2 separate regions of the Oryctolagus cuniculus genome follow, and region 1 is linked to region 2. Evidence: chromatin contacts called from public Micro-C data. All regions are on one chromosome and are shown on one strand. The core of a region is the stretch at or near the end of the contact, and the rest is flanking DNA. Distances in the headings are between cores, read along the strand shown. Region 1 holds the start of TNFAIP8 (TNF alpha induced protein 8). Region 2 holds the start of DMXL1 (Dmx like 1).

Region 1 (7,338 bases), core at 296-2,795, 190 kb after region 2:
AGACTGAAAGGAACCGGGGTGGAAGCGCCCGTGGGGTGGGGGTTCCTGACGACCTGCAGCCTGGGTGACCGTGGCGCAGTCGCACGCAGGACGCCTCCTCTCTCTCACAGAGCTTTGTGCTGCCCCACAGCCCTGCCCAGACTGGGACTTGCACTGGTGGTGACCAGTATCACTGCCCGTGGGCATTCGGGGATGGCTCCAGATGACCTGGGTATGAGGGAGGCTGCGAGCGCCCCGACCTCTTTAACCTATTGCAGCTGGGTTACCGCGGACCCCAGAGGTGTTTAGAAAATGCCCGCCTTGTCCCCTGCCTGCATCCCAGCCGCACCATTGAGCCTGCCAATCCACACAGGGGTAAATCGTCCCTGACAACACTTCCCTCACCGCCCCTCCCCTCCCCTCCATCCCATTCCAACCCCTCCCATTCCTCCTCCCACTCCATCTCATTTATCCCATCCCATCCATGCCAACCCCTCCCATCCCTTCCCACCCCATTCATCTCAACCCCTCCCAGTCCACTCCTTTGACCCCTCCCCTCCCATTCCTCCCTCCCATTCCATTTCATCTGTCCCATCCCATCCATCCTACTTCCCACTCCCTACGTCCCCTCCCCTCCATCCTGTGTACACCCTTAATCCCGCTCCGCTCCACCCTCAGCCTGCGCTGGTCTCTAACCGCCCTGGCCACCTGCATCAGTTGGAGTTTTCAGGAACTCACATGGTGCTGTGTTACAGCTCCTTAGTTTCTCAGTCCCTTAGGAGTTTCGGCGCGACGCAATCCAGGTGCCGGCAGACTACGTTGCGTTCTCGGGGCTGCAAGGCAGCAACTGTTTGCTTGCTTACTTGGAGTTTTAGCAAAATTCCCTTTCTGCGGATGCAGGGCGGAGACACCCCCCCATCCTCCCGTGGCTGCTGGCGTCAAGGGAGGTGCGCCCCCAGCTCTGTGCGGCGTGGCGTTGAGGTCTGCCCGGCTGCTGGCTGTGAGGGCTGCGCGGGGCCCTGCACCCCTCGGACTAGGTCTCCCCCGCGCCAGGGCTCTAGCAGAGGGGAGACCCAGCGGCTGCTGCCCCCTGCTGGACAGCGCTCAGCCGGCTGCCCCCAAGGCCTCCAGGCCCGGACGTCGCCCGCCAATGGGAACCAGGAGTCGGGCGCGCGTCACCCGTCGCCGGGCAGACTTCGGGCCAACAGAGAAGAGAGAAAAGGAAAAGTCAAAGGCGACAGCGACGCGGGCGCGGTCACGGACTGTGCTCATCACGACCAGGCACACGGGCTGCAGCCGGGCCCCGCACACGTGCCTGCTCCGCGCCAGGCCCGGGGCGAACGTGCACCAGTCGTCTAACCAGCTCCGCCTGGACAAGGCGGGATGAACCAGGCGGGGCTGGCAGTTCTGCAACTTCAGAAAGTCCGGCGGCCAGAGGGGCGGGCGGCCCCAGCCCCCGGCACCCACAGGTGTGCGCGCCGGGGCCGCTCGGACCCTCGGCGCCCCGCCCGCGCGCTCGGCTCCTCCTCCCCCGCGCGCTCCTCCCCACTCCCCGGGCCGGGCGGGCCACGCCCGGGGACCCCTCCCGGCTCCGCCCCCGGCCCCGGCCCCGGCCCCCGGCTCCTCCCGCGCGCGCCCGCCCGGCCCGCGCTGGCTGAGAGGTCCGTGGACGCCCGCGAGCCACCGATCGCCCCCGAAGCCCTCGCGTCTCCGCGCCTGCTCCAGTAAGTGGGGGAGTGCGGGGAGTGCGCGTGGAGCGGGGCGCCCACCCTCGTGGCCCCTGGGCGCCCGGCCCGGAGTCCCGGGCTGCGCGGCCGGCCGCGTCCCCTCCGCGCCCGGCTTCCGTCGGCGCGGCTGCCGCGGGGGCGTCCCGGCCGCCGCACCAGTGGGCGTCCGCGCTGGCCCACGCTGCGGGCAGCGATGCCCGCCGGGCCCCTGCCCCAGCCCGGCGCTGGGCTGCCGCCGCCGCAGCAGCTTTGCTTTGAGAACTTTTAGGAGACTTCCTGTGAGTTGTGTGCGTGCGTGCACGCGTGTGCCTGCCTGTCCATGGGTATATGGGCGTCTGTGCGCGCGCAGTCCACGTGTGGCGTGGGCCCTTCTACGTGTGTTTACGTGCATGTGTGCACGCGTGTGTCTGTGTGTCCACGTGTGTATGGGCATATGTGCGCGCGCAGTCCACGTGTGGCGTGGGCCCGTCCACGTGTGTTTACGTGTGCACGCGTGTGCATAGATGTTCGTGTGTGTTTTACTTGTGTGCATGCACCTGCCGCCAGGTCACCGGGGACCCAGCCCCGCTGGTAGGCGCCAGGCCCACTCTCAGGCCTGGGCACCTGGAAGATGTTTATGGACGCAGTGACCTCAGACCGAGTTTCTCAGCCTTGTCACGAGACAGCCTGGTCCAGAGCGGAGTCTGGAAGGGATGAAGCGGTGGAGTGCCTGCAGTTGACACCTGAAAGGCGAAAGTCCTCGGGCTGCTTATTCAGTCTCAGCTGGGGGTTAGGGGTCAGTACTCTCCCGGTGCAGGGTGTATTTGCGCCTGTTTTTGTTTTTTTAAATCCGACGATATTTGCACCCTTAAAACGGCAGTTGTTGCTCCCCTGGTTTCTTAACCTGTGAGCTGTTGGCCCGGTGCACAGGTTCCCCTCTGGTCGTGAGGGTCTCTGAGTTCTCATCTCATAAAACCCCCTGCCTCCTCCCACTCCCCAGACAAGAAAGCCTTGTGAGGCAGGCGGGGAGGGAAAGGCAGAGAGGGGCAGTGTTTCACTGAGGTGCGAGGCAGGGAGAGCGGGCTTGGCCCACCCTCGCCTGCGCTGCCATTTCTCTCCTGCTTTGTGTCAAGCAAAGGTGTTTCCACGCTGCTTTAACTACGGGAACGTTAGACTTTGCGCTGTAAACCTAGGACGCCATCTCTCTTTAAGGGAAGAAATAATTACTGAGTTTAATTAAACACCTCGAAACATTGATTGCCACCTTCTAATTAGATCTGCTGTGGGCTGCTAAGTCAGCGCTTTCCTGTTACTATTCCAGCCGGTCACACAGCCCTTTGGCAGACGGCTGTAGAGGTGTCTTCTCCACACGCGTTGCCGCCCCATGGCACACGGGGTTATCTGTAAATTGAGTCAAGTTCAGGGAAGTGCGTGAGCGCCTGCCTCCTCGGGAACCACTGAGTGCCTTCTGTACTGGTTGTCTGGGTTCAGCTCTCTACTCTGCAAGCCAGGACATTCATCTAGATTAGCAGATGATTTAAGAATCACTGAATCATTCATTCAGCGGGGAAGGATCCCACCTCAAGGGTGGCACCCTGCACACATGGGCCTAGGACTGTCTCTTACTGGGACACTTTGGCTCTGCTGTGCCTTTTCTCTCCCTCTCTCTCTCTCTTTTTCTTTCTCTCTTTCTTTCTTTTTTAAGATTTTTTAATTTATTTGAAAGGCAGAGTTACAGATGGGGGGGAGAGAGAGAGAGAGAGAGAGAGAGAGAGAGAGGTCTTCCTTCCACTGGTTCACTCCCAAAATGGCCACAGCAGCCAGAGCTGAGCCAATCTGAAGCCAGGAGCTTCTTCCAGGTCTTCCGTGCAGTGCAGGGGCCCAAGGACTTGGGCCATCGTCTGTTGCTTTCCCAGACCAGAGCATAGAGCTGGCTCGGAAGTGGAGCAACCAGGACTCGAACTGGCACTCACATGGGATGCCGGCACTGCAGGCAGCAGCGTTACCTGCCACACCACAGCTTTGACCCCTCCACGGTGCCTTTTCCTCTGCTGTGTTTGGACTTAGCCACAAAAGGGGTAGTGGCGTGGGGAAATGTTCTCGGTTGTGGTCTTTGTGTTTCCTGCTCAGAGTGTGTCACCGGAGGGTGCTGGGCGTCTGTGCGGGGAGCGTGGTGAGGACCGGCAAGCACTGCGGGGTGGGGAGCACACGCGTGGGCTGGGAGCCCAGCATTTGGAGGCCCGCTCCCTGCAGTTGTTCTGTCGCAATTGGAGGAAAGGGCGTGTGGAGAGGAAGGGTTGCGTCCAGACCAGACGGTGCTCACTGGGAAACGCGGGCTGGGGGAGGAGCAGAGGCCTGGTGGTTTAAGGCTTGGGGAGCGTTGGTCCTCGAAGCGGTGGCTACCGGCTGTGCTCATCCATGCATCATTTCTCTCCCGCTGGCCACGGCCTCGCTCGGAAGCCAGCTGCCTTCATGGTCGCAGACAGCATGGCCACGTTCACAGTCCAGCTTAGCCCCTAGCCGCATCCGGCAGTCCCTTTTCCGTTCCCCCTCCATTGTGTCTGGCACAGGTGAGGGACTGGGTGTTGGGGTTCCTAACCCCCAGAAGCCGATGGGTAAGAGTCACCTGTTTTCTCCAGGGGGTACAGGGCCTCTCTTGGCCCTGAGCACAGGCACAGGGGCCAGTGTGTATGACACGAGCAACGGTTGACCCAGTTGGGCCTCCTCGGGCATCTGGCTCTGATGGGAAGTTGAGGAGAGCACCGTGGCGCCACAGCTGTCCTCGCCTGCCACATCCTGCCTGACATGCCAGACAGAGTGGCGGGGACTCCAGTAACACCCAGCAGTGCCTTGCCCCGCGGCTAAGGGCTCAGCTGAGGTGCTGAGGACCGGCCCCAGGGTCCCAGCTGATGGCTCTGAGGTCTGCCCTTCAGCTGAGAGGCATCAACCCCCAGGAGCAGCAGCAGGGGGCCAGAGCGCCGGCTGCACCTGCAGGCGAGACCATGTGCTCTCTCAGTATGCGCTGGAGAACAGCTCATTTTCATTTTCCACTTTGAAGAGGAAATGAGCCACAAGGTGCAGGGCAGATAATTCTAGAACGTCAGAGGCAAGAGGCGCCTTAGACTGCAGCTGGCCTGTGATCCTAGACCATCATGTTTGCCAGTCCTTGGGCCCGAAGGCATCCAGCCCAGAGGTGAGCACCATTCATGCACACAAGCATTTATTGAGCTCCTGCTGTATGCCAGTGCGGCACAACTCTCTCACATACGCAGGAAGGCCTGAAACACAAGAGGGAAAGGAACTGGGTCCCAGACGCGTGTTGGTGAGAAGGGGTCCCTGAAGCTGAGGCCCTGGGTGGAAGTGGGTTCAGGGTTCCATTGTGTTTCCCAAAGGGAAGCAGAGCCACCTCCTCAGCCAGGCAGTAGAGTGATTTTCTGAACATTGTTTTTCTCAAAAAATGAGACACCAAAAAAAGCACTTTCATTTTCCTGATGTCTTTTTTTTTTTTTTTAACCCAGTGATATGACCACAGGGAACCTGTTTCCCGAGGAATAGTGCGTTCTCGGGCTTAAGTGGAAAGTCACCTGAGGAACTCGGTTGAAAACACCCCAGGTTCAGCGTGAATCGCGTTATCCCTACCCTGTCCTTGCAGACAGCAGTCGCTTTCTCATGGTGGCTGAGGCACAGAACCCCCTGCAGGCGGGGGGCACCAGCCAGGTGGTTTTCGAAGGCTGCCCTTGGCATCTAGAACGAGGCGGGTTAGCGAGCAGGTGGCTGACGGGGCGTGAGAAAGGAAAGAGCGGGGTGAGGGAGGGAGTTGCAAGCAGGCCAGTTGCAAGCGGCATAGACAAATCTGCGCCGGTTTCTTTAGTAGAGGAGAAGGGAATTAAGTTCAGAATTCTGCTTGTTTGGTTTCCATGAGCACTGGGAATAAAGATGGCTTCCGTGGAGAAGTGGTTGGTGCGGATGACTGCTGGAGCCCGCTGCACCCTGTGTCTCCGCCTAAACACTGGGCCAGCATTTACGGCGCATGCTTGCTGTGTGGACTGAACCAGGACGTTCCTCCTTGGCTGTCAGTGTGTGGGAGGCACCCAGCCAGCGGTGGGCCTGGCTGGACTGGCCGCACGGGTCTGCTCTTGAGGGGACGGTGTCAGTTCTGGGCCACAGTGGAGCGGGTCTCTGAGCCATTTGTGATTGTAGTGGGAACCGCCCTCACCACCACCACCAAAGGTGCCAGAGGAGCCCAGAGGAGCGAGGGGTAACTGCAGCCCAGTTCCAGCGTTTCCCAGCTGCGGGGTCACGTGATCCCCCGGGGCCTGCTGCTACGGGGATGTGAGCCACAGCAGGTGATCGTGTGGGATGTGTCTGAGTAGGAGGAGGAGCCACAGGGCCCAGTCCACCTCCCCACATAGAAGGGAAGCCAATGTTTTTATGAAATGTCATTTATCCTTTTCATTTTATTTGAAAGCAGAGAGAGAGAGAGGAAGACATATTCCATTCATTTGTTCATTCCCCGAATGCCCACAGAAAGCAAGGACTGGACCAAACTGAAGCCAGGGGTCTGGGACTCCATCCAGGCCTCCCACGTGCGTCACAGGGATCCAGGACTTGAGCCATCACCTGCTGCTCCACAAGAGGCACGCTGGCAGGAAGCTCTAGTCCAGAGTGGAGCTGGGACCACGGCGCCCCGACAAGGCCGGACGGCGGATGAGCACCTGCAGGTGCCCGTCCGAGCCTGCTCCAGGGTGGGCCCCCTCCTGCTCCTCTCCAGCGTAGCACATGTTCAGAGAGCCCAGGCCCACTGGGAGACTCCGAGTCCCAGGTGGCCTGTTCTCCCTGTCCCCGGCCCGCTCCCCTGGCCTGAGGTCCTGGCGCCTGCAGGGCCCCCCTCGTCCCTTCCCTCAGATGAGGGTCCTTCTCATTTCATAATGGTCAGCAACCGGAAAATGCAGAACTACCCTTTTGTAAATCTTGCTATAACTTCCTTCTCCTTTTCTGTGGGGGTGGGGATGGGGGGTCATGTCTGACTTTGAGACTTTCTTCCCCATTTCTGACTCTGGAGGTTTGTAGGTTTTTGTCCTAATGGGCCTGGGGAATTAGGAATAACAAAGGTGTCCTGCTGTGGGCTGAGAGAAACAGTTTTCTGGAACCACTGCTTTTCCCACTCCGGGTTTGCTATTTGATCAGGGATGTGCGTGTGAAATGAACTGAGACTTCCCTCACCCTTCAGGAAACGAGGTGGAGGGAGGAGGCCGGGCCGTGACTTGCGGAGTCAGATGGCGGGGGCAGGCGACGAGCCGGCCCACTCTCCCTGCTGCACACTTGGCTCTGACGCCCTACAAGCATGCATGTCCACCCCTGGTCTGTCCCAAGTTCTCTTGCGGTTTCCAGTTAGTGTCTGTACAGTCAGGCTCAGAAGTTCTGTCTCTACCAGTGTGTCCATTTGCACAGCACGCGCCACAGCCCAGCAGGCTGAAACCACAGACATTGACTCCTTTGCTCTTGGTTCGAGGAGTCAGCAGGTTTAGTTTCTCCCGGGGTCTCTCCCCTCAGCTTGCAGGTGGGCCTCTCTCTGTGTGGCCCCCCTCTCTTAGGCACCAGTCGTGTTGGAATAAGGCCCCCGCTTTGCGATGTGCTTTAGCCTGATCACCTC
Region 2 (7,149 bases), core at 2,488-4,987:
TTTATTTTTTTTGACAGGCAGAGTGGACAGTGAGAGAGAGACAGAGAGAAAGGTCTTCCTTTGCCGTTGGTTCACCCTCCAATGGCCGCCGCGGCCGGCGCGCTGCGGCCGGCGCACCGCGCTGATCCGATGGCAGGAGCCAGGAGCCAGGTGCTTTTCCTGGTCTCCCATGGGGTGCAGGGCCCAAGCACCTGGGCCATCCTCCACTGCACTCCCTGGCCACAGCAGAGGGCTGGCCTGGAAGAGGGGCAACCGGGACAGAATCCGGTGCCCCGACCGGGACTAGAACCCGGTGTGCCGGCGCCGCTAGGCGGAGGATTAGCCTAGTGAGCCGCGGCGCCGGCCCTCCTCCTTGATTTCTTAGAAACTAAAGGAAAAAAATAAGGTTACAAAGCCTTCAAGCCTTCAAAGCCTGAAAGATACAATTCATTTTCAATTCAGGGATTAATTTGATTCAGTAATTTTCCTGGCTTTCTGTGTCAGCAGTGGCTTTGTGATCTTTGGACACTGAGAGAGCAGCCTGGAGGCAGACAGCACGAGGTTCTAGACCTGCTGGCCGGGCACAGGCAGGGCAGAATGAGACAAATGCACAATTCACCTTTACCCGCTCCAACTTCTTAGCTTACTAATCTTCTCATAAGGTCAGTTCCAGAAAGTTCCTGCTTAAGTCAGGAATGGGTTTAGAACTGAGCAGCTCTGCTACACTAAGGGGATGATCTATGTGAACAGCAGTTTGGAGATGCTAGATGACAATTACAAGACATTGTTTTGGACTAAGCTCTTGCGCAGGCCTGGCCTAAAATAAAAATGGTGTCACTTATACTACAGTTCTAGCCATCAAACTGAAGCTGCTTTTCTGACCTTGTCAGAGATCACAAATAGAGAGATAACAGCCACATTTCCTGAACAGGTCAGTTTCTACTGGCATTATATGAAATTTTCCTCTGCTTCAAGCCTTGCACAAAAGAAGCAACCTGAAGGAAAGCTACTTTGGAAATGACCAATCTGGTTTTTGCTTGTTTCTGCTTTATTGTCACTTTTTGGTCTATAAAACCAACTTCTTTTACTCACTCCATAAGACCATGAAATATAGTGTTTTCTGATTCTAGAATTGAAAATAATATCAGTGATGATCTTTAAATGAACTGCTACAACTTTGTTCTTTTATACAGGCAAAGGGGTTTGCTGTGGCCACCTCTCTGGGACAGCTTTTTCAGAGAATCTTTTATGTGTACATCAGTCAGGTCTTAGTTAATTTTATCCTTGTATTCAACTGTTAGTATCTGTTCTGTGTTATAAGAAGTGCTGTTTATGTACTAAGTTAGGTTGCAATTCCTTACTTAGGGGCTCAGAGTATGGAGGCATCCCCAGGCCAAATTTAGATATTTTATTTCTATAGTTTTGGATCCAGACTAGAATGGCCACAGAAATCTGCAGTGGTCTCAAACACTGCCAAGACATTCGATTTGGACTGAAAGTCCAAAGCTCACTTTACAGAAAAACAAATTGAAGCACAAAGAGATTAAGTAACCTGTCCAAGTGAGTGCCTAGGGTGGGGTTCAAACTCAGTTTCAAAAGTTCATACTCATAGGCTAAAGGAACTTAAAGGAAAATTAACAGATGCACAATTTATAGAAATGATAATTCCAGGGGCTGGCACTGTGGCACAGCGGGTTAACGCCCTGGCCTGAAGCACTGGCATCCCATATGGGCGTCGGTTCTAGTCCCAGCTGCTCCTCTTCTGATCCAGCTCTCTGCTATGGCCTGGGAAAGCAGTACAAGATGGCCCAGGTCTTTGGGCCCCAGCACCCATGTGGGAGACCCGGAGGAAGCTCCTGGCTCCTGGCTTCAGATCGGCACAGCTCCGGCCCTTGAGGCCAACTGCGGAGTGAACCATTGGATGGAAGACCTCTCTCTCTCTCTCCACCTCTCCTCTCTCTGTAACTCTTTCAAATAAATAATTTTTTTTTAAAAGAAAGAATTCCAGACAAAATATTCTTGGTAAGTTAAACTTTCTACTTTTACAAATAAGGAAAACTTGAACATTTTACAAAGTCAGACAACTAGTTAATGCGAGAATCATGAATGGATCTCAGGGGTTGGTATTGTGGGGTAACGGGTTAAGCTGTGTGTGCCAGTTCCAAACTGGTTGCTCTGCTTCCAATCTTGCTCCTTGAAAATGTGCCTGGGAAGGCAGCAGAAGATGGACCAAGTGCCTGGACCCCTGCTATCCACTTGGGAGAGCCAAATGGTGTGTCCCGCTCTGTTGCGGTAATTTGGGAGTGAACTAGCAGATGGAAGATAACTCCCTGTCTCTGTTAAGAGCCTTTCAAATAAATACATAAAACTTAAAAGGGGGAAGTGGGACAGATCTCCTATTTTCCAACTACTAGGTCACTTATTTTTTTGTGCCTCATCGCATGCCCTTCAAAACCAAACACTGAAGTTTCAGCATTTAGCCCGGCAGCTGAGGAACCGGCTAAGATGCTTGCCTCACAGGAGAGTGGCTGGGTTCAACATTGCGCACCTGCTTCTGATCCAGCGTGGCTTTGGCCCCCATCCAGCCCTGGGCACGGCAGCCATTTGGGGAGGGAACCAGTGGATGGGGTGTGTGTGTGTGTGTGTGTGTGTGTGTGCGTGCGCGCGCACCTCTCGCAAACCGGACGGAATAAAGTGCATGAATGTATTAAACTAGGAGTCAGCCACGGAATTTATGTAGGACTCACACAACCACATGAACAATCCTGATTTAAGGTCTAAAATACAAAATTAATCTAAAGTCACTTTAACATGTCAAGTAAGTAAAAGAAATTAAAGAGGTATAACAAAAATTTTAAAACTGTTAAACCTCAAAGTTTTTTTTTTTTTTTTTTAATGTATAAACGGCTCCATCCCTCATGTTTAGGAAGATACTAGGATAAATATCGGAATTCATTTTCTTTTAAGTTCGTCCAAGAACTTTCTTTTTCCCCAAAGTAACTTCTATTACAAGATAAACGTATATGGCAGAAACGGAAAAGCAAAGGGAAACACTTATCGGCATTCCTCTCACCCAGTTTCAGTTTGAAGTCTTTCTGTTTAAGGGTATGCCGCAGAAAACGAACGCAGCAATTAAAGACATAGTCTCTGCTCACCGCCAGTAGGGTCGGAGCACGCCGGGAGCAGGCCGCCTACGCTCCTCGGACCTGCATTACCTCAAAACCCGGGTCCCCACACAGTCCGACTCGGCTGTCAGGAACGCAGGCTTTCAGAACCGCCCGGTCTCGCTAGCAGTGACCGCGCAGCGGGCGGGGACCGCCGCTCCCAGAGTCGCCCGCGGCGCCCTGGCGCGGTGCATGCTGGGACTTGTAGTCCAGGCCGGGCCGAGCAAACTGGGGCTCCGCGTCTAATGCGCTCCTCTGCCGTAAACTTCCCGGCCCAACGGTCAGCTGAAGCCGTCATCTACACCCTCCTGAGATAAACCGCATCTCATTCCAGGTTCACGAGGCTGCCGCTGGGCCCCTTGAACCCAACGCTCAAACGCACTGCGGGCTCCTTCCTAAGCCTCACGGAGATTGGTCTGCGCTCAGCATGGGGCGGAACCCTGGCTGGAATGGCGGTCCGGATTGGCCAGTTTAGGAGTTTTTTTTGGGGGGGGGACGGTTTACTTGCAGAGATGTGCGCTGTGATTAAAAAGTGAGTCCTTTGCCACAGCCGTCCTGCTCGCGGGGGAAATCTCGCGATGTTTCGGCAGCAGGGACCCCGAGCCGCGTCGTGAGCTGCGGAGGACCGTGGCGGCGGCGGGCACCGGCGCCGGGAAGGGACAGGTCGGGCGGGAGGGCGCGCGCGCCGCTGTCCTCGGTCGGGGCCTCGGACCCGGGCCCGGAGGCGGTGTGCGCTCGGCGCGGCTCTCCCGGCCCGAGCTCGGCCCCGGGCGGCCTCGGGGCTGCACCTGGGCCCGCGCGGGCGGTGACAGGTGCGCGCAGCAGCGCGGCGCTCGGCCGGCCCGCCCCCTCCGGGGCTCGGGATGCGCTGCGGGCCCCGGCGGAGCGGCTCGGATCGCTGCCGGAGAGCGGCCGCCGCCCCTGAGGGCGCCGCGGCGGGTCTGAGGCGCCGTCATGAACCTGCACCAGGTGCTGACGGGGGCCGTGAACCCCGGCGACCACTGCTTCTCCGTGGGCAGCGTCGGCGACCAGCGCTTCACGGTGAGTGCGGGAGCGCGGGAGGCGTCCGCGGCCCGGCCGGGCCTGGGACCGCGGGGCCGGGCGCGGCGCTGCGATCGTGGGGGCTCGCCCCGGCCGCGGATCCCCGGCGGCCTTCGCTGAGTAACGGGCTGGGCGGGGGGCGGCTTTGGAGTGTCCCCGCTTCGGGGCCCCCAGAGGTTAGATTTAGGCGTGGCTGGGGCTGGTTTCACGTGTTAAGGTCAAAAGTGGAGTCAAAGCCAAAGCGAGTCCTTGAAAGCCGTTGCTGGCGCTGAGTGAGCGACGTGGGGAAAACGCGGCTTTTTCGTCTAATTTTGTTTTTCTACTTGGGATTCACCGAGGAGTAACTGGAAGGAGAAAGTGTTTTCCGTCGAGAAGTCCCAGCGCCCTTTCCAGTCCCGCAGCCCTGGAACACGGGATTGGTTTTAGATTGTCCAGCTCAGCTGCCCGCCTCTGCCTCGCAGTGGGCATTCCGGGCCGGAGCGTTCCTGGAAGCGACTCGCTGTGTCCTGGCCGCCAACAGATGCCGCAGACCTCGGGCCGCCTCCCGCCCGGCGGAGTTTTATGCCTGCACTACAGTTTTGAGAAGCGCTTCCAACCGGGACCATTGCACCTGACCCCCTTTAAAACATAGTTGATAGTGCCGGGGAATTTGGCTGCAACTTGTGTAGCTGTTTCTTCAACTGCAACTAAAAGTAAAACTCAGTTTCGTTTAAGTAAAACAAAAGAAACAGCTTTCCCAAGTGTAGTCATCTTGGACTTCGAGTGTCACAGTTTTCCTCTCTGCTCTTGGCCTTTTTTTTTTTTTTTTTTTTTTATGGCCCTTGTCAGTCTCAGCTGTAATACTCCGCGTCTAACATGGTGTAGGCATTTAGTGCTGGAATTGGAGAGTTGTGCCAGCCAAGCACTTTGCTCGCAGTGGAGGCTGTCTCTCCCCTGTAGAGGGACTCACAGGCACCAGAGTTTGCAGGCCAGACTAGCAGCTGGTAAGATTCTGCTCCTAAATGTTTGCCTAGCCCTAACAGGCAAATGACTGAGCTCTGTGCCTTGCACAGGGCAACTGTAGCCTCCCTACAGCTGGGAATTGCTCTCAGCTTGTGTAAAGGAGGCAAATAAACAATATTAGGTTTTCCAAGTGGAAAGCTATGGAATATTATTGTTACATTCTCTGTCACCTTCTCAAGTTATGTCTGTGCTGCCTCCAATGTCAGTTCAGAGAACTTGCCTCAGTAAGGCACTCAGAATCTATGTCAGCCAGTGATGTGAACTTCAAAGCATGTATAGTTTGATGGTTTATTTATATGCCTGGGTGCATTCCTCTGTAAAACCTTGGAAAACGTCTCTGTGTTATTTTTAAGGAGAGGTCAGTTAATGTGCCAAGGTTTATATGGTCATCCTACACCATCATGTCGCTTGTTGTTCAGTTCTGTATTTTAAGTCCATTTCCATAGAGCAGGCTTTAATTATCTCCCACCAAGTCTGCTGCAGCTTTCTCATAGTCCTCTGGAAGCATTCCTCTAAACAAGCTATTTTTTTTTTTTTTTTTTTTTTTTGGTTTAGTATAATGAGATTCCAGCTCTTCATTTTGGTAATAGTTTAAGGATTCATAGTAAGGATTTTCTCTGCAGATAATCCATTCCTGACTCTTGAATGTAGAATTAAGTTGGTTGCCTTCAGTTTCCTGGACACTTAAATAACACTTTAAGTTTATCTCTTTTGTTTTTTTTTTAGGATTTATTTTATTTATTTGAAAGGCAGAGTTAGAGACAGAAAGAAATCTCTTACCTGCTGTTTCACTTCCCAGTTGGCTGCAATGGTCAAAGCTGTGCCAGGCCAAAGCCTTGAGCCTGGGAATCTATCTGGGTCTCCCACGTGGGCATCAGGGGCCCAAGCACTTGGGCCATCTTCTGCTGCTCTCCCAGGCGCATTACCAGGGAACTGGATTGGAAGCAGAGCAGCCAGAACTCGGACTGGCACTCATATGGGATGTCAGCGCTCTAGGCCACAGCTTAGCCAGCTTTGCCACAGCCCCCAAGTTTATCTCTTGAAATTGTCCCTTTTCCTTGTCTCATGTCCGCGAACAGAATCTATTGTTTCCGTCTTGAGTTGTAACTTTTTTAGGTTGCGACTTCTCTATTTGATAGGAAGACAGCAAACATCAATGATAGGGTGTGATGAATACAAGATCTCTCTCAATTACAGTTTTCCTTGAGGTAGAGATGTGAGATCCTCCTCTTATATTCCTCCTTGGAGAATATTTTTGCCCCTTCTGGTACATTTCTGCCATCTCATAAAACAGCCCCATGTTTGTATATCCTCCCTTTGCTTTTTTTCAGATAACTCCCTTTCTTGCTTTGAAAGATTACGGTAGACCAGATCCTGTTTTCTGCAGAAAGTCTGATAGGTTTCAAGTGTAAAGGAAATTGATGCCAGTTCTCATTTTTTGAGATGTAAAAATATGCAATTACTAATAGATATTAGTATATATTTTTACTACTTAAACTGGCCTCAAGTTATTTTGACTTTGCCCTCAGTAAGAAAGCTTCTAGTAGGTGTCTGTTAGACTTCCAAAGCGCTCTGTTTGGACTTTGATTATATCATTAGCCAGTCTTCCCTTGTGTAAGTGTGCATTCTCTCTGGCTTCATTGTGAGCACCTAGAACAGTGATTGGGGAAGTGATGTTACCTGATGGTGCAGTCATTACCTGGATTTGATTTCCGCGTGGTCTCTTATAGTTAACTGTTTATGCATGGGTAAATTCTTTTACAGTCTTTGGAGTTCTGTTTTTTTCTCATCTGTAAGGGAGAACTGCAGTAGTACTTACAGAGTTGTTGACAAACTGCTAACTCTAAGCTCATGGCTTAGCACATGTGAAACTCTTTCAGTGCTGTTTTGTAACATTAAGATTATATTCATTTTGATTCCTGATGCTAAAAATTAATAAATACTGGTTGGGAGGCCAATGCTG

Evidence for each region. Hi-C and Micro-C count contacts between places; a contact is called where the count stands out from the background.
Region 1: a contact with region 2 is called in a Micro-C map of ear pinna, with 7 times the contacts expected there. The contact joins the promoter of TNFAIP8 here to the promoter of DMXL1 in region 2. A contact is called at or near these places in 2 of 6 Hi-C or Micro-C datasets (ear pinna and an unstated tissue).

What each region holds. Positions count from the first base shown.
Region 1 is chr6:9,190,854-9,198,191 of mOryCun1.1, forward strand. TNFAIP8 (TNF alpha induced protein 8) reads left to right here and starts at 1,546. Exons shown (of 2, transcript XM_008254930.4): 1 at 1,546-1,703. The coding sequence starts at 1,703.
Region 2 is chr6:9,002,100-9,009,248 of mOryCun1.1, forward strand. It overlaps DMXL1 (Dmx like 1), which reads left to right and starts at 3,738. Exons shown (of 43, transcript XM_070076031.1): 1 at 3,738-4,184. The coding sequence starts at 4,098. It also overlaps LOC108176450.